5 separate regions of the Sus scrofa genome follow, and regions 2, 3, 4 and 5 are each linked to region 1. Evidence: chromatin contacts called from public Hi-C and HiChIP or PLAC-seq data. All regions are on one chromosome and are shown on one strand. The core of a region is the stretch at or near the end of the contact, and the rest is flanking DNA. Distances in the headings are between cores, read along the strand shown.

Region 1 (4,054 bases), core at 405-2,904:
TGGTCTGAGGGTTTTTTTTTGTTTTGTTTTGTTTTGTTTTTAAACGTGGACAAATAAAACAATGCTTTATTTCTAATATCTTTTAAAAAGTATTCTAACAATATTTCAGGAGGTAAACCCACTTATATTTTTCTATTATTGTATCAATTTAAAGCATTGGAAAATCCCTGAATCTCCTAGGACTGTTCTTAGTGGTCTGTCTTTAATGTGTGGCTATAGCTTTGCCTTAGCTAGTACTGCCAGATCTGGGAGTACTCAGAGACTGCCTGGGGCTCCAGACATAATCCTCCCTGCCTCCAGTGTTACAGCAGCCACTCAGTTTACCCTTAGTAATTGGGAGCAATTGCCCCAGGGAAAACAATGATCCTTTCTTTGTTATTTCAGTAGCAGGAGAAGCTCAGTCTAGCTGGTGGAAGTCTCATCTTCCAGTTCATTGGAGCTGTGGTCATGATCTCTGGTGGGAGCATTCGGCCCTTGGTATTAAAACCTCTAAACCAACAGCAATCAAACTTGCAAGGATGGAAAACAAAAATTTGAGGGATTGTAATGAGCTATTATGGTGGAAGAACCTCTCCCACTTCTACCCCTTGATCCATGTATTCTGGCTGTGGAAGAAATGAGTTCCCTACTTTAGTTTCTGATCCTGAGAAGAGCACACATCCTACAGAATGGTGCCCTAGCCATTCAGGTGTTCAATGTGTTGTATCCTGACAGCTGTGTTGACTGTTTTATCAGCTCTGCTACTTTAGGAGGGATATCAAAAGTATTTGATGTTGATTGAAAAAAAACAAGAACAAAAAAACCCTAATAGTTAAGAATTATGTTTTGGCGTTCTCTTGTGGTGCAGCAGGTTAAGGATCTGGCATTGTCACTGTAGCAGCTTAGGTCATTGCTGTGTCAGGGTTTTGACCCCTATCTGAGGAACTTCTACATGCTGTGGGCATGTCCCCTCCCCCCAAAAATTGTTTTATTTGGTGGCTTTCTAAGGACTTCAAGCCCAGGAGGCAGGAATCTCCGATTGCTCTGAAGGACTGCTCCAAGGAGGCAGGCGGGGAACCAGGATATATAGGAGTTTTTGCAACAAAGACCAGGTAGTTGGAACTTCAAAAGATTACTGTTAATTAAAGAAAACCGGGTATCTCAAGGAAATTAGTGCTGTTCTGTGTTACGGAAGATGCAGGGATCTGGGCTCACGGAAATCATTCCTTTGATCTGCACCTCAGCTACCTGGGGCCAGCCTCCTGATAGCAGGCATCTCATTTCTATCCTGAGTTCCCTCAGGGCTCACTGTGGGGTGGCTGTAATGTGATGGCCTGGTGGCTGCAATGTCCTTTGTTTACTGATATGGCAGGCAATATTTTTCATTCAAGTAACAAGACCTGTAAACTCCGTGGGCATAAGCTCACTGGCACCTTTTTTTAGCTGAGAAATGAATTCTTTGGTCAGAACCAGTATTGTGTAGAACAAACGTAAGTCCGCAGATAGTCTTTTTATTTATCTGTTGTTGCATAACAGGTTGCTTCACAACCTAGCAGCTTAAAACAACAAACATTTCACAGTTTCTGTTGGTCAAGAATACAGGACCAGCTTAGCTGGGTGGTGCTGGCTCATGGCATCTCTTGAAGTTGCAGTGGAGTCCCACTGGGTGGAGCTACAGTCATCTCTAGCCTTGAATGGGCTTGAAGAATCCACTTCCTACCTCACTCATAGTTGTTGGCAGGCTGTATTCAGTTCCTTCCAGGCTGATAAACTCGCCCTTTTGTAGGGCTTCTCACAGCAAGGCAGCTAAGAGAGAGAGCCCAAAGTGGAAACCAGTCTTTATAACTTAATCGCAAGTGATATTCCATTATTTCTGCCTTATTCTGTTAACTAGGAGGAAGCACTAGTCCAGTTCATACCCAAGGGGGTGAGATGACTCAAGGCTTGAGCAGCAGGAGTGGGGATCATTGGGAACCATTTTAGAGGCTGGCTACAACAGAAGCACAGACCTAGTGGATTTTGGAATAGGTAGCTCTTCTTTTCAGAAACAGCTCTTGGTTTGCTCCTGGATCCTGATAGAGACAAACTTTGATCTGGGACATCTAGAGACCAGATGACTTGAGTATCCCCTGATGAACTGGATGTTTTCTCATCCACCAAGATATTAGATCGGTTGAAGGTATCAGCAATCCAACATGAGGTGGAAATGATGTGAGTAAGATTAAGTGGAAGCAACTCCTGAAGTCATAAGTATCTGACTGAGGAAGAAAAAGCCACGGCCTAGTTCGTCGATGGTTTTCCCAGTGTGTTGGCACCGCCTGGAAGATGGCTGCAGCATTACAGCCATGCCCAGGGATGGGCCTGTGAGGTGGTTGTGATGAAAAATCCTCTCAGTGAGTAGAACCTTGAGCATTTTGTCCACTCTGTCTGGATTGAGAGATGGTCAGAGTGCAAATTTGCTGATTCATAGGCAGTGACTGGCAGTTTGTCTGAAAGTTGGGGACTTGAAAGAAAAACAGTTTGGGGAGTTCCTTTTGTGGCTTAGTTCAGTTTCCTGACTAAGGAAGAATTACTTGGAATTATGAGGACACGGGTTTAATCCCTGGCCTCAATCAGTGGGTTAAGGATCCAGCGTTGCTGTGAGCTTTGGTATAGGTCGCAGGCGAGGCTCAGATCTCATGGCTCTGGCTGTGGCATAGGCCGGCAGCTGCAGCTCTGATTCAACCCCTAGCCTGGAAACCTCCATATGCCACAGGTGCGGCCCTAAAAAGCAAAGGAAAAAAAAAAGAAGAAAGAAAGAAAAGTAAAGAAAAAGAAAAGCAGTTTTGTCAGATTGGTGACAGAAGATGGGGAAGAGGTATGTGGGTGAAACTTGCAGAATGAACATAGAGTTTGAAAAAAATGTACATCTCACAACACCGCAGAAGGCATCCATGTAGAGGATACTTGCAGTAAACAAGTGGACAGAAGTAAACTGCTCTGTGGTTTGCCAGTCAGCCTCCTCTGCAGTTACCTTCATGCTTGCTCAGCGGCCACAGTGGTGGGAGTGAGGGGGCCTGTGCAGGCCCAGCAGCACGGCCCTCCCTCTCCCAGGCTGATCTGGGTGTTCTTACTGCTGAGCGCCTGGCCTGCCCACAGCAGAGACTGGCGCTGGCCCCTCTACATAGCACTTTTCCCTCAACAAGACGGGAAGAATACCTCATGGCAGGTTGGTCACCATGGAGGAGGCAGCAGGTGTCCTCCCTGGAAAGAACCTGAGGGTATAGATTTGCCTTCCCTGAGTACAGTGCTTCTGTCAGTGTGACTGCTTGTACTAACGCAGGTTTGACCCAATGTTACTTCTAAGGCACGTATTTCTAAGTCATCCTTATGTTAGGCAAAGGCAGCTTTCTTGGGAAAAAATGTAGGAAGGTATATATCAAAATGTTAAAAGTAGCTGTCTAATGGGAATTGCTATTTCTTTCCATTTTCCTCTATTTTCCACATTATCATGTATCTGGAATACATTAAATCATGAAGGTAATTGAACATAGTTTTTAAACTACACTCCTAAAAAAGTTCAGTTTCCTGACTAAGGAAGAATTACTTGGCTACTCTATTTTAATCATAATTTCAGTTCTGTTATTTTCAGGCAAAGACTGTTGCAATCTCAATGACATTTCTGTGTAATCTCAGTGGTTCTCAAACTTCAGTGTTTATAAGCCTCCGGAGGCTTATAAAGATGAAAACTCCCAGTCCACCGCTCCTACCTGGAAATATTAATTCTGAGTGGGACACAGGAATCTGTATATTTTCAAAAGGAGCCCACGTGGGTGACCCCTGTTGAGATGGAACTACTCCTGGAGGCTCCAGGGCTGGGGAAAAGCTAGAAAGAATTCAGTTAAGACTCTGGGGGAAAAACAAGTGCAAGTTGTTATTTTGTTTACAGTAGTATCAGATTCCAGAAACCCAAGTAGAAGGACAACCCAGAATCCTTTTTGCCCTTGCTTAGCACTGATTCAGAATGTGGCGCGTCACTGCACTCACATTACCCATCTAGGTATGCAGAACAGTCTCTGTCTGCAAGACAAAGGCT
Region 2 (4,054 bases), core at 970-3,469, 240 kb after region 1:
ACATGGAGTTCCCAGGCGAGGGGTCGAATTGTAGCTACAGCTGCCAGCCTGCATCACAGCCATAGCAACGTGGGATTTGAGCCATGCCTGCGACCTACACCACAGCTCATGGCAATGCAGGATCCTTAACCCACTGAGTGTGGCCAGGGATCGAACCTGTGTTCTCATGGATACTAGTCAGATTGGTTTCCCCTGAGCCACAACGGGAACTCCCAACTGTACTTTAATTTAGAAAACATCCAGAGGAGTTCCTGTCGTGGCTCAGTGATTAACGAAGCTGACTAGTAACCATGAGGTTGCAGGTTTCATCCCTGGCTTTGCTCAGTGGGTTAAGGATCCGATGTTGCCATTAGCTGTGGTGTAGGTCACAGACGTGGATCTGACCCTGAGTTGCTGTGGTTGTGGTGTAGGCTGGTGGCTACAGCTCCAATTCAACCCCTAGCCTGGGAACCTCCATATGCCGCGAGTGCGGCCCGCAAAAGACAAAAAAAAAAAAAAAAAAATCCTGAAATTGTCAGCTCTGTCTTGGGTGCTTGGGGAATAATAACTTACATTAGTGGGAAAATAAATCTCTATCCTATGTCCTTCTTTTTACAGAGATTGCCAGAGTGGGCAATGCAGAGCGGGAAAGAATACATTTCAGAGCCTCTGAGAGTTCACCGGGGCTCCAGGCAAATAGCTCTCTGCCTAGCAGAGCACAGAGTGTGTCTCTGGATGGGCCGAGGGAGGCTTAGTGCCCAGTGGGTTGTAGAGAGGTAAGCCTCCTGCAAATCTGGTGAGCCAGAGGGTAAGGAGACGGAGGGCCCTGGGCTGTAGGGACAGGGCTGGATGCCCTGGAGAAAGGTAGGGGCAAGATGCTTTTAAGTACAGGAAGCCTCATAGTGTCCATTCAATTGCATTTGTCATTGTAAAAATTTTCTGCCACTTCAAACCTTCCTAACGTTTCCCATCCACTGTTTACAACTGGTTTGGTTGAAGAACCCCATGAATGGGGGAGTGTGGGTGGCTTCACTGGGAGGGGTGGGGAGGAGAAGAGGAGGCAAACCTCAGGTGAATTTCCATGTGTGGTGGAAGCAGACTCAGACAAAAACACAAGCCGCTGAGATTTTGAGGACTCCTAGGTAGAGCAACTGGGAACTTCCCCCTGAAAGAGGGGAGGGCTCCTCAGTTTCACATCAATTTCAGAGGCCAGCGGGGATTTCAGTTTACATCTGGATTACTCTTCTCAAAGACATTTGGTTTCCAAATTAGACACTTTCCTCGCTTTCACATGCTGTGGGTCAGTGGGAAGCATCTAGGGTTCCCCTTCAGCCCAAGTCTGACCATAGAGAGGATTTCCAGATTTACACATGATCTGAATCAGTCATGTCACAGTGGAAAGAAAGCAGTTTTGAATTGTTTCCATTCCAGGCAGTATAAGGGCCTATGACGCATAATCCACGTTAAAGGTTAAGAACTTCGAAGCTCGGTGAGGTTGTCAAGATGCTAATAAGTTCCAATTCATGTTTTGCCGACTCCAAACTCAGGGCTCAGGGCGCTTCGGTAAAATGGTGAGGAAAGATTTGTCAAGTTTCTTTCACTCCTGGTTTCATTTTGTGATGCAAGCACATGCTGATTCGTCTGCATGGACAGTTTGTTTTCTAACTTAAAAAACTAAGGGCTTCATGGCAGCTTTGATAGGCCTAAACTGGGAAGTAAAAGTAATTTTGAGAAGAGTTGAACTCTGGATGAACTTCACCTATTTTTAGCAGGGCTTTGTGGGTATTTCGCAGAGCCCGTTACTGTTTTTGATTAAGACTGGAGTTTCAATTGCACTTTGTGTTTTTCCAAATGTATTTGCACAATTTTCTCCTCTTCCCTGCTTCTCTCCCAGCGCCCCCCATCTTCTGCACCATCGCTTCCTTCAGGTAGATGCCTTGGGTTACTTGACCAAGGTCACATACCTATTAGAGGCTGTGGCATCCGCTGATCTGGCAGCAATGTGCCAGCTGCCTGGCCACCCCTCTGAGTCCATCCCACACAAATTAGTTGCAGATGTAGCCCTGTAAGTACAGCCTCTCATTGGAAGGAAGTTGTAAATAAAAGTGACAGTCTGTAATTTCCTTGTGTCTTTTGTTTTGAAATTTGCAAGTAGGTTATTTGAGATAGTAGTAGGAGAGGCTCCAGATCTGTCCCTTGGAGGGAGAAACAGTTTACTTCCCTTTTTTTTTTTTTTGATTTCAAAGGTAGCCATACTCTCCTTAATAATTTCCCCCCAAATGTGCTGTGTATCACAAGACTTGTTTTACATGCAGCCTTGGCAGCAAAGTGCCTCTACTAATCTTCACACTTTAGGGAGAAAAAACTTGTGCGTTTACTGGTGTATAAAAATAGACATTAGCTTGTAGCTTTGAAGAATGTAGGAGGTTAGTCAGATTCGCTGTGCAGAGGAAGGACCTCTGAACAAAGGATAGAAGATCGCTGCACACACACACACCCCACATACACACACACACAGAGGCTGTCCTAGATTAAAGCAGATTGAGCAATTTCCTATACCAGATCTGCTGGGATTTAAGAACACTCACTTCCTCTAATATAGAAATGATGACTTTTTACTGCTGCCTATAGACATGTGAGATTTCATGCACATGACTATGATTTTGTTGAATTTTATCATGTGAGTAAAAGTAACGTTCTCAAGTGTTTTTAAAGGGGAGACATTGTGTTTTGGAATTTTCACCTGCAGAATCCATTAAAGTGATTATCAGATATCTATTTAGAATAAATAAATAAGACGTTATTTATCTAGATGAAGTATAACATTTTTCTTTTCTTTTTTTGGTCCTTTTTTTTTTTTTAGTTGGGTTTTGTTTGTTTGTTGGCTTTTTTAGGGCTGCACTTGCAGCATATGGACGTTCCCAGGCTAGGGGTCAAATTGGAGCTGTGGCCACCAGTCTACACCACAGCTACAGCCACACAGGATCAGAGCCGTGCCTGAAAGCGACACCACAGCTCACGGCAACGCCGGATCCTTAACCTCTTTTCTTTTTTTTTCATATCCTGTTACGGATCTATTATCTGCTAATTAACTTGCACTCTTTCGGAACCTAATCTCTGTATGACTTCCATTGTGTGATTGTTAAACTCTTGTCAATAATACAAATGGCCGTGTGGTGACCTGGCTTTGACGTTGTTTGACCTCTATGAGTGTACAAAGCTAGGACCATCTTTCAGACTTTCTTGTGGGAGAATTTCTGCTCCTAAAACCTGCCAATGGGTCCAGGGCTAAATCCAGAGGTGATCTATAGAAATATGAGTCTTTTCCTTAAAAACATAGTTGCTATTGAGGGCAGATTTCCTGTGGACTGGAACCATTGTGTAAAATACTGTATGTGTAAAATCACATATTTATCTGAAATTCAAACAGGCCCATAGAGCCATGAGGAATATAGGGCGAGTTTTGTGAGGCCGACAGGTGGAATGAAACAATGAAGTGAGGCGGGACCCCGCCCCACCTCCCGACCCCGACCCCGACCCAACCCCCCCACCCCCACCCCCGCCACACCAGGCATGTGATAGGAATGCAAGGATGGCGTTGAACAGGAAAAGGGGAGGAGAGGAGGAGAGAGTCTGGGGGTTCCAAGAAGGCTGGCCAAGAAGAGCTGGGGGCCAGGCCACAAGGAGGGAATGGAAGAGAATGACTAGTAAACGCTCTAAACCCTGGATGGCATCTGTAGTAACCACAAGGCTTCAACCCTGTGCAATGCCTCTAGATATAATAACTATATCACTCGAGGGAGCCTGAATTCCTAGATTTATAGATTCTAGGCTTGTTCAAAATAATCTCTACGCTTCCTCCTGGATCCTGGCTCCTCCTCTTACCTCACCCCTGCCTCCTCGCCCCTACCCCTCCCTGGGCCTTGCTATCCACCCCTCCCATGTCTCCTACTGTGTTGAACCGATGTTTAATCTCTGTTTGGGAGGAAGAAATAGACAAATAGAACTTAAAAATGTGGGTTTTTTTTCTCTGACGTAAATCAGGGATTTGAAAGGCAGACACTCTGGAGAGAAA
Region 3 (4,054 bases), core at 611-3,110, 200 kb after region 1:
AACCATGAGGTTGCGGGTTCGGTCCCTGCGCTTGCTCAGTGGGTTAACGATCCGGCGTTGCCGTGAGCTGTGGTGTAGGTTGCAGACGCGGCTCAGATCCTGCGTTGCTGTGGCTCTGGCGCAGGCCGGAGACTACAGCTCTGATTCGACCCCTAGCCTGGGAACCTCCATATGCTGCGGGAGCGGCCCAAGAAATAGCAAAAAGACAAAAAAAAAAAAAAAAATGTTACCCCCCCCTCTGCAATTGCTTTAGCTATGCAGTCCCAACCTGAGGAATCCACCATGCTGGCAAAGTTCTGGCCTCTGAGAGGGGCTTCTTGAAAGTGGCTATCCCAGCTTTCTGCAGCTTTGCTCAAAAAGCTTCTCAATTGAAGAGTAAAACTAATTATTATAAGATTTCTTCTTTTTCCTTGAAGTTTTACCATAATATATCTAGATGTCGATTCATTATAGTTCATCCTTGTTGGCTCAATGTGTGCTCTTAATCACAGGGCTGATGGTTTTTTCACTCGCTATCTCAGATAATCAGAAATTTCTCTCCGGATATTGTTTTTCTGCTTTTCCCCTCCCTGCTCTTTCCTTTTGCAATCCCCCTAGACTTATGTAGAAGCCTTTCAGTCTGCCCTCAGTATTCTTGCCTTCTCTTTTAAGATTCCTATTTCTCTGGCTGTGTTCTGATTGAGTTCTTCCTATTATTTTCCAATTCACTAATTCTCTTTTAACTGTGTCCATTCTGCCATGGGCCTTTTGATTTCAATAGCCATGTCTTTCATTTCCAACATTTATAATTCATTCTTTATGACAGCTGTCTATTTTCATTTGGACCTGCCTATTGTGTTTCATAAATTGTTATTCTTTTCATGGGTATTCATTTTCTCATCCTGAGAATCTCAGATGATACATTGTTTTCAGATTGCTTTGTTTTTTCACCTGTTATTTCAGCCTGTGAGAATCCATCTCTTGGTTGCAGGGTTCCTCAGTTCTCTTGGTGTTCATGTTCCTTGTGTGTTTTGGAATTTCCATTTGTAGCTTTGTGCTGGATGGGAGTTTTTGGTTTCTCTCCCCTCCCTCTGAGTTTTCGTCTCCTCATCTACTGGCTTGCTTCTTGGCTGCACTTGACCCCCTAGGTCTTCCTGTCTAGAAATAGATCTTAATGACCCAGGCTCTCCTCCTTCACTGAGCTTGGCAGGCTGGCTTCTCAGGCAGGGATGCAGCTCCACACAAACCTTGGCCCCAGGCAGTGGTTGCGGCTTTGCTTGGCCCCTTTCACAGATGGGGAGGCTGACCCCAGCCCTGGTTTCAGGCCTGGCAGCTTTTGGCCTGTGTATCCCCCAGGAACAGGACACCTGCCCACCTCTAGCAGCTTGCAACTCTCTAGCCAGCGGCCTGCCACTGTCTTAATTTGTTTCTGGGTCATAAAAGTGGCGATCTTACTTTCGTGTCCTGTTTTGTCTTATCTTCCTCACATTTTAAAAATGTTTGATTTATACACGGAAGGGGTCGTTTGGAACATAACTTTCAGCTCCGTCTTCACATGAACTAGATTCAGTCTCTGCGGCTAACCTTCAGAACCTTTTGGAGCCTTCTCCCAGCCCTCATTTCAAACTCATTTCTCTTCCCTCCTTGGCAGGAGCCTCCTGCTTCTTCCATATGGAGCTTCTTAAGTGTTTGGCTGTGCCCTGATCCAAAGGCCTCCATCCTTTCCTTACATGCTGTGCTCCCCATCCGGTTCACCTCTGCTTCTCAGACTCCTTCCCATCAGAAGTTGCCCTAAATCCTATCTCCTTCTCCGTGAAGGCTTCCTTAACTTCACCCGACTATAGCAATCATGACTTCTTCTGCAATCATCCTGTCTGTACTGGTCTTCCTCATTTCTGTTTTGTACTGAGTGTCATCTGTCTAGTGGGCGTAGGCCTTGGACCTCGCTGAATTGGTTGGTAAACTTGAGGTTAGAAGCCATGGCATCTTATTTTTATCTTTATGGCGTCTAGTGTTGGACACTGCTTCCTTATTTGACTATTGCTTATTTATTCCATACGGTCGTCTTTTCTAACATCGAGTAGGTCATTTATTTCTTAAAAAAAGTTGAAATGTACTGTGTATATGTGTATGTGTGTGTGGACATTTAACCCAGAAAGGCATGTTTTTATTGCAGCCGCATTTTACACACAGACGCACACATGCGGGTGTGCATGCGTGTGCAAACCAACCCCATGCACATTGTTGTAATGTCACTGGATTTGCCCTAATGGAAGAAGTCTTTGGTAAATGTCTCAAGGCTCTGCTTGATGTTGAATGTCTAAACTCACATGGCTGCTATGTTTTGGGAGAGAACTGTTTTATCCATAGAAGCAGATGTTTCCCTCTCTTGGTCAAACCATTATGAGTCCTTCGGCCTCCTGTGATATTAATGAGATCATTGCCTGTGTTGGCTTTCATCATCCTCAGGTTTGGTCTCTGATTAGAAGTTTTTATAATGGAAAGGAAGGATATAAAAAAGTAGTGTCTCCCTGGGAACTATGTCTAATCACTTCTGATGAATCTACACATGTATGTGTAATGGGGTCAACACGCTGTGCAGTAGAAAATTGACAGGACACTGTAAACCAGCTATAATGAAAAAAAAAACCTTAAAAAAATTAAAAAGAAAGCAGTGTCTTAATGAGCGCAGCTTCTATAACAAAATACCCTAATCGAATAGCTTATAAGCAACAAATTCCTTTCTCACAACTCTGGAGGCTGGAAGTTAGAGATTAGGTGTCAGCAAGATTGGGTTCAGGTGAAGGCTGTCTTCTGGGTTACACACTGCCATCCTCTCGTTGTACCCTCACATGGCTGTACGAGGGTGAAAGAGCTCTCTCTGGGTCCCTTTGAAAAGAAAATTAATCCCCTTCCTGAAGTCTCCACTCTCGTGACTGATTCCCTCCCAAAGACTCTGCTTCCTCGTACTATCATATTGAGGTATGGTTTCTTGAGGACTTTGGCTTTACCTTTGAGCTATCAACGAACTGTCATATTTTCTAATCAGGAGCATTATCACCATCAGTGATTTATTATGCTGCACTTATTATGCGCCACACACCGTGTTAGGTGCAATATCTATCCATCGTCTTACTTATTTAACCCACATCATTTCACAGAGGAGGATATCAAAACCCAGAGAGGCCAGCGACTTACCCAGAGTTTCATAGCTACCGCATTTTAAACGTCCTTAACTCCAGTGATCTTTATTTTTGTTCCCTTGGAGATCCATTTCATAGACCTTCTTATTGTGCTTCTGATATCTTCAATTCTGTAAAGCTTCTCTGAGACACTTATCCCCTAACCTAAGCCTTTTCCGTGACCTCTTTGGGACCCCTGCCTGTTTCCCCACTGCTCTCAGTTTACTTCCTTCCATAGCCCACATAGTCATTTCTTTTTTTTTTGGTTTTTTTTTTTGGCTTTTTGCTATTTCTTTGGGCCACTCCCGCGGCATATGGAGGCTCCCCGGCTAGGGGTCGCATCGGAGCTGTAGCCGCCAGCCTACACCAGAGCTCACGGCAACGCCGGATTGTTAACCCACTGAGCAAGGGCAGGGACCGAACCCGCAACCTCATGGTTCCCAGTTGGATTCGTTGACCTCTGCGCCACGACAGGAACTCCCACATAGTCATTTCTATTTCCTCTTTCCAACATTCTCTGCGTCACTTGACCTTTTTTCTGCAGTCGCTTTATACCTAGTGTCCAAAATTAGATCAGTTCAACCATCTCTTGTCTGTTCCTAGTGGCTCTCCTAAGGTCCGTTGGAGAAAAATTCCATGACTTAGCCCACTGACTCCAGTTCAAGTGAATTCCTAATTCATGCTGCCCCTTCAGGGCTCATAATTAGTCTGCTTACCCCATTCTGGCTCCCTTTCTCTTCCCCACATTGGCTGTTACACAACCTTTTCACATTCTTCATGACCACAACTCCTCCAACCAGGGCCAGTTAATCAGGCCCCGAGTTCTACTGAGAATTTTTTCAGGAATAATTTAACTCTCCCCTTCTCTACCTCAAAATTTGCCTGCATCCGAC
Region 4 (4,054 bases), core at 684-3,183, 160 kb after region 1:
GTGTCCATTTGTGTAGATAGTAGGTATGTTCCCAGATCCTCCTGTGAACATGCGTATTCCAAACCTTTTCTCTTATTCATCGTATTTCTACTTTGGAGTATTTGATGTAGTAGAGTCCTGTGATTGATGTTATGTAAGGAAGATTGGGCAGCAGCAATGGGTAAGATGGATGGGATGGAGGGAGACTGGAGTCAGAGGGGCTGAAAAGGAGGCTATTAAAACCTAGGGGATGGGGACTCGTCAAAGGGGATGGAAGTTAGACCGAAGAGTTAGAGATGGGCACCGGGGCATTTCACGGGAATAAATCAGGCTTTGAAGACTGACTAATGATATGAGAGATGAAGAGCTTTGAAGTCTGACTAATGATATGAGAAATGAAGAGCATGATGTCAATGATGACGCAGAAGCATGAATAAGTAACACATTCATTAGGAAAGAAAGAAGAGGATTAAAAAGTTTTGTAATAGGTTTTCATCTGTCGAAAATAACTGAACAAGTGAGAGGGATCGTATTCTTTCAGAAGTGAAAAAATCCAATCAGTGCTTTTGAGGTAAGGTTAAATCTCAATCTGTGACTTTAGGAAAGCTGGTTTGTCACATCCTGCTAGTCCTTGAACAGCAAAATATGTCCAGGTGTTGATTTCTATGCCTTGAAGACACCTTCCTCTTATGTCACCAGGAATAAAGAGAGATGTTTGTTAGCATCCTTGTGGGCTGAGGAATTTATGTTTTGGCAGATCAAGACCTCTCTTTTGTTATGGCCTGAAATTTTATATTTAATTTTTTTCTAGGATATAAATACAGCTATTTGCAAACAACCATCAAGTGTTTTTCTTCTATGTAAAATAAAGCTTATATTCTTAAGCTAAAAATACCATTCTGCACCCAAAGTGTGTCTTCTACCAAATATCCTCAAAGTTCTTAAAATGCTGCACAAACATGATTCTTTTATTACTGAGCCTTTTAACTGCATCCTTCTCAGGGAGAGCCTATAGAGATAGATGGATGGATTGGGCTGCTTTTAGGATTTGTTTCATTTGTTTTATTGACCATTGATTGGGTGATGCTCTGCTGACCTCTGGATCCTGTACCATTGAAGCTTTTGTTTTTGGAGGGGATCCTTGAGGGACAGCTATTAAGTTCCCATGGGGACTTTTGGCCAAAGAGATCCTGTCACCACAGAGATATGATGTTTGGTTTTTTGTTTTCTGTCTTTTTGTCTTTTTAGTGCCGCACCAGTGGCATATGGAGGTTCCTAGGCTACGGGTTGACTCAGAGCCGTAGCCACTGGCCTAGGCCACAGCCACAGCAACGTCAGCTCCAAGCCGCACCTGTGACCTACACCACACACAGCTTATGGCAACGCCAGATCCTTAACCCGCTGAGCTAGGTCAGGTATTGAACCTTCGTCCTCATGGATTCTAGTCAGATTTGTTTCCGCTGAGCATGCGGGAACTCTGTTGTTGTCGTTTTTATATTTAATTTCCTTCTGGGAGAGAGAGAATTCAAATAAAGGTTTCATCTGGATCTGGCAGGGAGTTCTGTCTTTACAAAGTAGAGCTTCCACTTTGAATGAAGTTAACTTTAAGGAAGCGATGTTGTGGCCAAACTCTTATCCTAAATCCATAAATCAGAGATTGCCCCATTTTGCTTTATTCCCGTAGATATTTTCATGACTTCCAATTAGTTGGATATTTTTCAGGGTCATAATTTAGCTGTAAGCCTTCAGTTGTCTGTAGTACTTCTCAAATATTAAAGTGTGTAACATTCCTTTGGGATCTTGTGGGATGCAGTTTCTGGTTCAGGGGTCTGGGGTGGGACCTGGGATTCTGTCTTTCTATCAGGCTCCCACGTGATGAGATGCCCCTGGTCCACCAACCACATTGTGTAGCAAGGATCTGTGGCTCATTTTTACTCACAGACATCAGCTTACACCACATTTGGTGCTTGTGCATTGGTCAGTTTTGCAATTGGATTGAGCAATATCAGAAATGAATAGCACAACCACTGCTTTTTATTTCAGGAAATCACCAAAAATAAGATGAAGAAAACCCGTTCAAGAAAATGGAAATGTGCTTAAAATGTCTAACAGCTTGAGTTTTCAATTATAATTGATTCCTATTGTTTTTATTTGTAGTATTTCTTTTAAGTTACATGGGCTAGGCAGGCCAAAGGATGTGGATTAATTTTTTTTTAAGTAATCTTTTTTTTAAGATTTAAGAACTTGTCTTTCTTAACATACAGAATTTAGAGTCTGAAATGTGGCCACCAGAAGAATTTAGAATAGTAATAGATGATACTGTGATTTGTTTATTAAAATAAGCTCATTGCATAGGTTTGAATTTGCACTGTTTGACAGCCACATTTCTGCAGAAACACTCAGTTATACTGCTTTTCAATATTTAGTGCCGCATCATTTGATCTATTTATTGACTCTCGGTTGGCATTGAATCTTTTGGCTAAGAAAAAGAAAATTCTAGTAGGAGTTTAAGTTAAAAGGATAAGGTATATGTAAGAATTTTTGGCAATGGTGGCATCAGAAATTTATCTCAAAATACTCAATTACTTAAGATAGAAAACGGAGTGTTTTTTGTTTGTTTCATTTCCTATGGAAAAGCATTCGAGTTGGAAAGAAGAATGTAAGCCGTAAAGCATTAGTTTACACAGTTTGTATCACGGCATGATTCCAGCGATCAAGCTCCCATTTATGGGGCTCTATCCCTAAATGAGAATTAGCTACATTGAATCTTTTTGAGAATTTCCTAATTTTTTTCTCTCCTGTGTTTCAGAAGAGAAAAAAATTAAGAACTTCCCCCTACACCCTCAGATATTCTTTCCAACCATCATCCTATTAAATCTTCCACGTGTACAACGCAACGGTAGAACTCCTTGAATTCTTGTCTCCTTCTCACCCCCTGAATCTTGGGTCCTGGTTTCTAGGCTGTCTTCCTTTGATATCAGGTTAGACCATTTCATTAGCCCAATTCTTTAAATCAGGAACGACTCTGCTTCCGTAATAGCCCTGGGGAGGTGGAGTAGGAGACACACAGGGCAGAGTGGGGCTCAAGTCACAGCTCCAGGTCGAGCTAGAGTTGGTTGGGCTTCTGTACAAAATGACCAAACGGTGGCTTTGGGAGGATACTGGGGTCAGGGTTGGGTCATACTAGAAAAATATGTGTCAAGGATGGAAGAAGTGATGAAGAGGGGGAGTTAGGGTGGTGTGGAGATGGGATTACTTACAGTCAAGGAAGTGAGGGAGAAGAGGTCAGCCGCAGGAGAAGACGCGGCACAATGACAGCATTGCGTCTGGAATTTAAAACCGGGACTGTCTTTAACAATGCAACTGACTTGATGTTGTTTAGAGGAATTTTAAAAGCAGGGTTTTAAAAAAGACTTAGGAAGTCTTTTTTTTTTTTTAATCGAAGTACAGTTGATTTACAGTATTGTATTAAATTCTGCTGTACAGCAAAGTGATTCAGTAAACTCTTTTAAAAATACCCCTTTCTGTTTGGTTTATCATAGGACATTGAATGTAGTTCTGGGTGCTGTACAGTGGGACCTCGTTGTTTATTCCCTCCACGTATAACGGCTTGCATCTGCTAACCCCAGCCTCCCAGTCCGTCATCCCCCAACCCCCTTCCCCTTGGCAAACACAAGTCTATTCTTGTCCATGAGTCTGTTTTTATTTCATAGAAAGGTTCATTTGTGCCATATTTTAGATTCCATGTGTAAGTGGTATCATATCGTATTTGTCCTTCTCTTTCTGACTTACTGCAGTTAGAATGATAAGCTCCAGTTGCATCCATGTTGCTGTGCATGATATTATTTTGATCTTTTTTATGGATGAATAGTATTCCATTGTGTATATGTACCACAACATTTTTTTTTTTTTTGTCTTTTTACCTTTTCTAGGGCCGCACCCATGACACATGGAGGTTCCCAGCCTAGGGGTCTAATCGGAGCTGTAGCCACCAGCCTATGCCAGAGCCACAGCAACACAGGATCCAAGCTGCGTCTGCAACCTACACCACAGCTCACGGCAATGCCCAGATCCT
Region 5 (4,054 bases), core at 974-3,473, 140 kb after region 1:
TATTGCTGTCCACATTTACCTGCTTATTTTGCAGTTTTCAGTTTTAAGGGAAAATGGGTGGAATAATCATTTGACTCTACTGTTCTTCAGTTGCTTAACTTTCACAGAGAAGCTGGGAAGAGATGAATTTTACAATCTCTCTTAGCTCTGAAATTGCATCTCTTTGGTCAATGCCAGGGCTCTGCCTGTGCTTTACTGATGCCAGGGCACCATCTAGTGGCCAGATGGAGTAAGGATCAGATTGGACACAGGGTTGGACACATGCTCCGTCAGCTCTGTGCGCATTACCAAAGCCATTCCCCCCTTAAAAGCATCCAGATACACCGAAAACACCCACAAATAGTTGTTCGGAGGTTATTGTCATTTTTTTTTGGTTATAACTCATTTGAAATGCTTTTGAGGATTTTTTAAATTTACAGTTGATTTACAATGTTGTGTCAATTTCTGCTATACAGCAAAGTGATTGTCATACAAATATATGTATGTGTATATACCTACATACATTCAAAAAAGATTATTTTCCACCATGTTCTATCCCAGGAGACTGTATATAGTTTCCTGTGCTATACAGTAGGACCTTTTGAGGATTTAAAGAAACTTCCTCAACCAGCTCTAGGAAGTGCAGCCTCAAATGTTCAGTCCTGTCTCATTTTTTGAAGACCTAACTAATTGAATCAAGTTGGACTTTACCTGAAATCAGCCTCAGCACAAGCCCTGGAATCTGACTGCCAATGTTCAAATGCTGCCTCTCTCTCTTCCCAGCAGTGTGTGCAGGGGCCAGTCCCCTTTCGCAGGCAACAGGGACTGAGCCATTGTAAGGCTGAATGAGATAATATTCATGAAGCACTAAGCTTAGTACCTGGCACAAAGTAAGCACTTCGGTAAATGTTAGAGTGATTATTATTGTTATTGTTACTATTTCAATGCCCCACTGCCATATTTGGATAACTGTTCAGGGTTCTTTTCTCAAAAGACAGACACGGTTTCTCTTGATAGTTGATTTGAGTGTATTATTTGTAATGCCATTTACTGCTGATGGAAACTCAAATATGAAGAGAAGTTCTTACAGCCTTGGTGGAGGAGGGGAGGGGACAGACACCCAATGAACTGTGAGCACATTTCATGGGAGTCGCCACAGAGGTGCCAGGTATGCTAGGAACCCAGGGTCAGAAGCACTTGTCAGCCTGTCACACCAGGAGAAGGTCCCGTGCCACGTATTATGGGTCCTCTCCTTCCATTTCTCCCATGATAGAGAAGCTCCTGTTTCCTTATGCCAGCCTCAGTTATTTTCCCCTTTAGGCTGTAAAATGATTTGAGCAAATAAACCAACTAAGAAAACAGATTTGAATTTTTCCAAGTTGAAAGGCATGTTTTCTCTAAATGTGTATAAGTCACTGTTTCTGTGCAGAACATCGTGAATGAGCTTCATATTACCTGTTTGCTCCAAAGCAGCATGGCTTGTGAAAATAGCATAGCTGTACTGTGGATCGGTTAGGCCAGTCTGCTCATTCTGCCTCCAGTCATTGTGTGACCTTGGCCAGTTAGGGCTCTGTGTTGCAGGCAGCGGAACCAATTCTCATCAACGGAACCCAAAAGGCATACTGGAATTGTATTGGGGAGCTCACAGCCTTCAAGGGGAGGCTGGAGAATGAGGTTTAGAAAATGAACAGGATCTGAGAGAGCTCGTGTATCAGTAGGATCCAGCCTGAAATGGAAGCTACTTAATTTCGAACAGAGGGAATGCAGTATAAGGAATTTGTCAGAGAGAAGGCTAAAAAGTAAAAGGGTAACTGAAAAAAACAAAAACAAAAACGAAACCCCACAAAAAATCCAGCATATTAAGGAAGAAATAGCTATTGCCTTTAAGGCTGAGGGGACAGAAAAGAAAACGTGGGGTTCCCAGACCCAGGGAGCTGGGCGGGTGCTGGGAGCCTGAAGGCTGGTGCTTGCATCTGGGGGCTGGGCTTGCATTTGGCAGGAGAGCCTGATGCTGGGCTGTAGGCTGGTGCTGGGAGTGTCCTCCCTTCTGCCACTAAAGCCTTGCTGGCAGGAGGACAGGAGACCCCCCTTCTCCCTCCCTCGGCCTCTAGTTGCTCAGCTTGTGCTTCAGGGCCTCTCACTTTTCCCTCTGACAGGAAGCCAGTGGGAAAGGTAGCTGGGGAAGTGTAATACATGCAGCCCAGCCGAGGCAGCTGAGAGCTGGCTTGACCTGAGAGAAGGTGGGAAATGACCAGCAAGGGCAAGATCCGAGGCCGTGGAAAATTCAGCCAGGGACACAGTACAGAAACTGCTGGTTCACTTTACTGGCTGCTGCTGCCTACCTGGCTTAGAGCCCAGTACCATGGATGAGTTCCAGTGTAATCAGTGCGCTGAGAAATTAGTCCCCTTAACCCCTGGGGCTGCCCAGCAAGGCAAAGTGCCCACTGGTCACCTTGGTTGGCGGCCCAACTGTTTGTAACCCAGCCGACTGCTGCTCCCAGGAACACTCACCAGATGCTGAACCCACTCACCTTAGAAGGGGGTTGGAGGCTGAGCATCTGTTCTCCAAACAGAAAAGGTCTACAAAAAAAGATGCTAACTTCACCTCATGTAGTTTTGTAATCTGTTACATGGGGTTTACAATTTTTTTCTTAATAGGTTGTTTTGAGAATTAAAGGGAATTATCTGCCCTTGTGACTTGTGCATGGCAGGTGCTCAGGAAGCAGTCTGTTGCAGGGGTTGCGCTGTGGATGAAAACTGCAGGTCTGGCAAAAAGGCTTTCACCATAGTTCACAGGTGTTTGTCAAGAGGAGCCAAAAGCACAAAGAGTTATTCCGAGCCTACTGTGCACATCCGAGCGCCTCCAGAGGCCTGCTTCGGTTAAGGTGGAGTGCGCTCCCCAGCATTCAGAGCTTTTTCCAGTTGGAGAAGGTTTCTTTCCTTCCTAGGTGTTTCTCTCCGTTATTCAGACTGCTGGGCCCACCTCACTCATGAAATCGCTTTGCTCCCGATCTCTGTTGAGATGAAGGATCTTCCCTGCGAAGGGTGTTGGGGTTCCTAAGATGAAATGCGTCCCTCCGGCTCACAGCTTCTCTCTCTCCTTTAGGTTATCCGCTTCACGCCCCCGAGGCCTACTTTCCTTATTTCAAAAAGCATAACGTGACTGCAGTTGTGAGGCTGAACAAAAAGATCTACGAGGCGAAGCGCTTCACAGACGCCGGCTTCGAGCACTACGACCTCTTCTTCATCGACGGCAGCACACCCAGCGACAACATCGTGCGAAGGTTCCTGAACATCTGCGAGAACACCGAGGGGGCCATCGCGGTTCACTGCAAAGGTGCGCGCGAGGAGAAGGCCTGGGGTCCTGGGTTTCTGAAAGGGAAGCAGAACCAGTTGGCGCCTTGAGGGGGTTGGGGGGGGGAGAGTCATTTTTGGTTTCAGAAAACTGGAACGCAAGCCCCCTTAAGTAACCCCTTCCTAAAGAACGGGTTGCTTGGATGTGGACGGTGGGTGGGGAGTGGCTTTCTGGACAAGGCAGTTTTTCCGGCCTTACCTTCCCGAGTTCGGGCTCGCCGACCCCAGACGCCAGGAGGAGGGAATCACCGCAGCAGGCGGTAGGCTGGCAGGAACGTCTCCAAGTCTGTACCTTTGCCCCCAGGCAAGGGTTGCTGGTTCCCTCGTCCCTCCCTGCTCTGAAATTGTGGGTCCTTTTCCCACCCCCTCCGCCGCTATGCCCCTACTTCATGACCCCGCCGTCTATCTGGAGCCCCACTTCGCCTTCCGCGTTTCCTCTCCCCTGTTAGTCTTTTGCATCGCGGGACAGGGTCTTTCCCGCTCATTGCTGGGGGACCGCAGCCTACTGCGCTCATCGCTAGCTTCCCTGTCGCAGTTGTGTTACTGCCTCTTGAATGGAAGACTTAAGCTATGTGAATGCATCTCTGGTCTCCGGGAGTGGGTATTTTGTGGGGTTTTGTGTGTGTGTGTGTGTCTTTTTGCCATTTCTTGGGCCGCTCCCGCGGCGTATGGAGGTTCCCAGGCTAGGGGTCGAATCGGAGCTGTAGCCACCGGCCTACGC

What was found. A called contact is a pair of places that touch in the nucleus more often than the background predicts. HiChIP or PLAC-seq counts read pairs in DNA pulled down with a chosen protein or histone mark.
Region 2: an H3K27ac HiChIP or PLAC-seq map of alveolar macrophages shows a contact between it and region 1. The contact joins two enhancer-like sites. A contact is called at or near these places in 1 of 47 Hi-C or Micro-C datasets (skeletal muscle) and 1 of 2 datasets of contacts at active chromatin or transcription factors (alveolar macrophages).
Region 3: a contact with region 1 is called in an H3K27ac HiChIP or PLAC-seq map of alveolar macrophages. The contact joins two enhancer-like sites. A contact is called at or near these places in 1 of 47 Hi-C or Micro-C datasets (embryonic fibroblasts) and 1 of 2 datasets of contacts at active chromatin or transcription factors (alveolar macrophages).
Region 4: an H3K27ac HiChIP or PLAC-seq map of alveolar macrophages shows a contact between it and region 1. The contact joins two enhancer-like sites. A contact is called at or near these places in 1 of 47 Hi-C or Micro-C datasets (embryonic fibroblasts) and 1 of 2 datasets of contacts at active chromatin or transcription factors (alveolar macrophages).
Region 5: a Hi-C map of omental adipose tissue shows a contact between it and region 1, with 4 times the contacts expected there. The contact joins two enhancer-like sites. A contact is called at or near these places in 34 of 47 Hi-C or Micro-C datasets (adipose tissue, alveolar macrophages, blood and 18 more) and 2 of 2 datasets of contacts at active chromatin or transcription factors (alveolar macrophages and skeletal muscle).

Annotation. Positions count from the first base shown.
Region 1 is chr4:117,842,966-117,847,019 of Sscrofa11.1, reverse strand. No RefSeq gene overlaps it. Among named protein-coding and RNA genes, the nearest start is that of RTCA, 31 kb to the left of the region's middle. Within about 2 kb of position 1,654, at least 17 of the 83 cell types and tissues checked have an H3K27ac peak or open chromatin away from gene starts, as enhancers often do. A contact at or near this core is called in alveolar macrophages and omental adipose tissue, where this site is marked.
Region 2 is chr4:117,602,831-117,606,884 of Sscrofa11.1, reverse strand. No RefSeq gene overlaps it. Among named protein-coding and RNA genes, the nearest start is that of GPR88, 19 kb to the left of the region's middle. Within about 2 kb of position 2,219, at least 37 of the 83 cell types and tissues checked have an H3K27ac peak or open chromatin away from gene starts, as enhancers often do. A contact at or near this core is called in alveolar macrophages, where this site is marked.
Region 3 is chr4:117,644,842-117,648,895 of Sscrofa11.1, reverse strand. The region is part of intron 15 of CDC14A (dual specificity protein phosphatase CDC14A); the gene reads left to right. Among named protein-coding and RNA genes, the nearest start is that of GPR88, 23 kb to the right of the region's middle. Within about 2 kb of position 1,860, at least 7 of the 83 cell types and tissues checked have an H3K27ac peak or open chromatin away from gene starts, as enhancers often do. A contact at or near this core is called in alveolar macrophages, where this site is marked.
Region 4 is chr4:117,678,475-117,682,528 of Sscrofa11.1, reverse strand. The region is part of intron 10 of CDC14A (dual specificity protein phosphatase CDC14A); the gene reads left to right. Among named protein-coding and RNA genes, the nearest start is that of GPR88, 57 kb to the right of the region's middle. Within about 2 kb of position 1,933, at least 4 of the 83 cell types and tissues checked have an H3K27ac peak or open chromatin away from gene starts, as enhancers often do. A contact at or near this core is called in alveolar macrophages, where this site is marked.
Region 5 is chr4:117,700,235-117,704,288 of Sscrofa11.1, reverse strand. CDC14A (dual specificity protein phosphatase CDC14A) reads left to right here. Exons shown (of 16, transcript XR_002343573.1): 9 at 3,086-3,316. Among named protein-coding and RNA genes, the nearest start is that of GPR88, 79 kb to the right of the region's middle. Within about 2 kb of position 2,223, at least 11 of the 83 cell types and tissues checked have an H3K27ac peak or open chromatin away from gene starts, as enhancers often do. A contact at or near this core is called in omental adipose tissue, where this site is marked.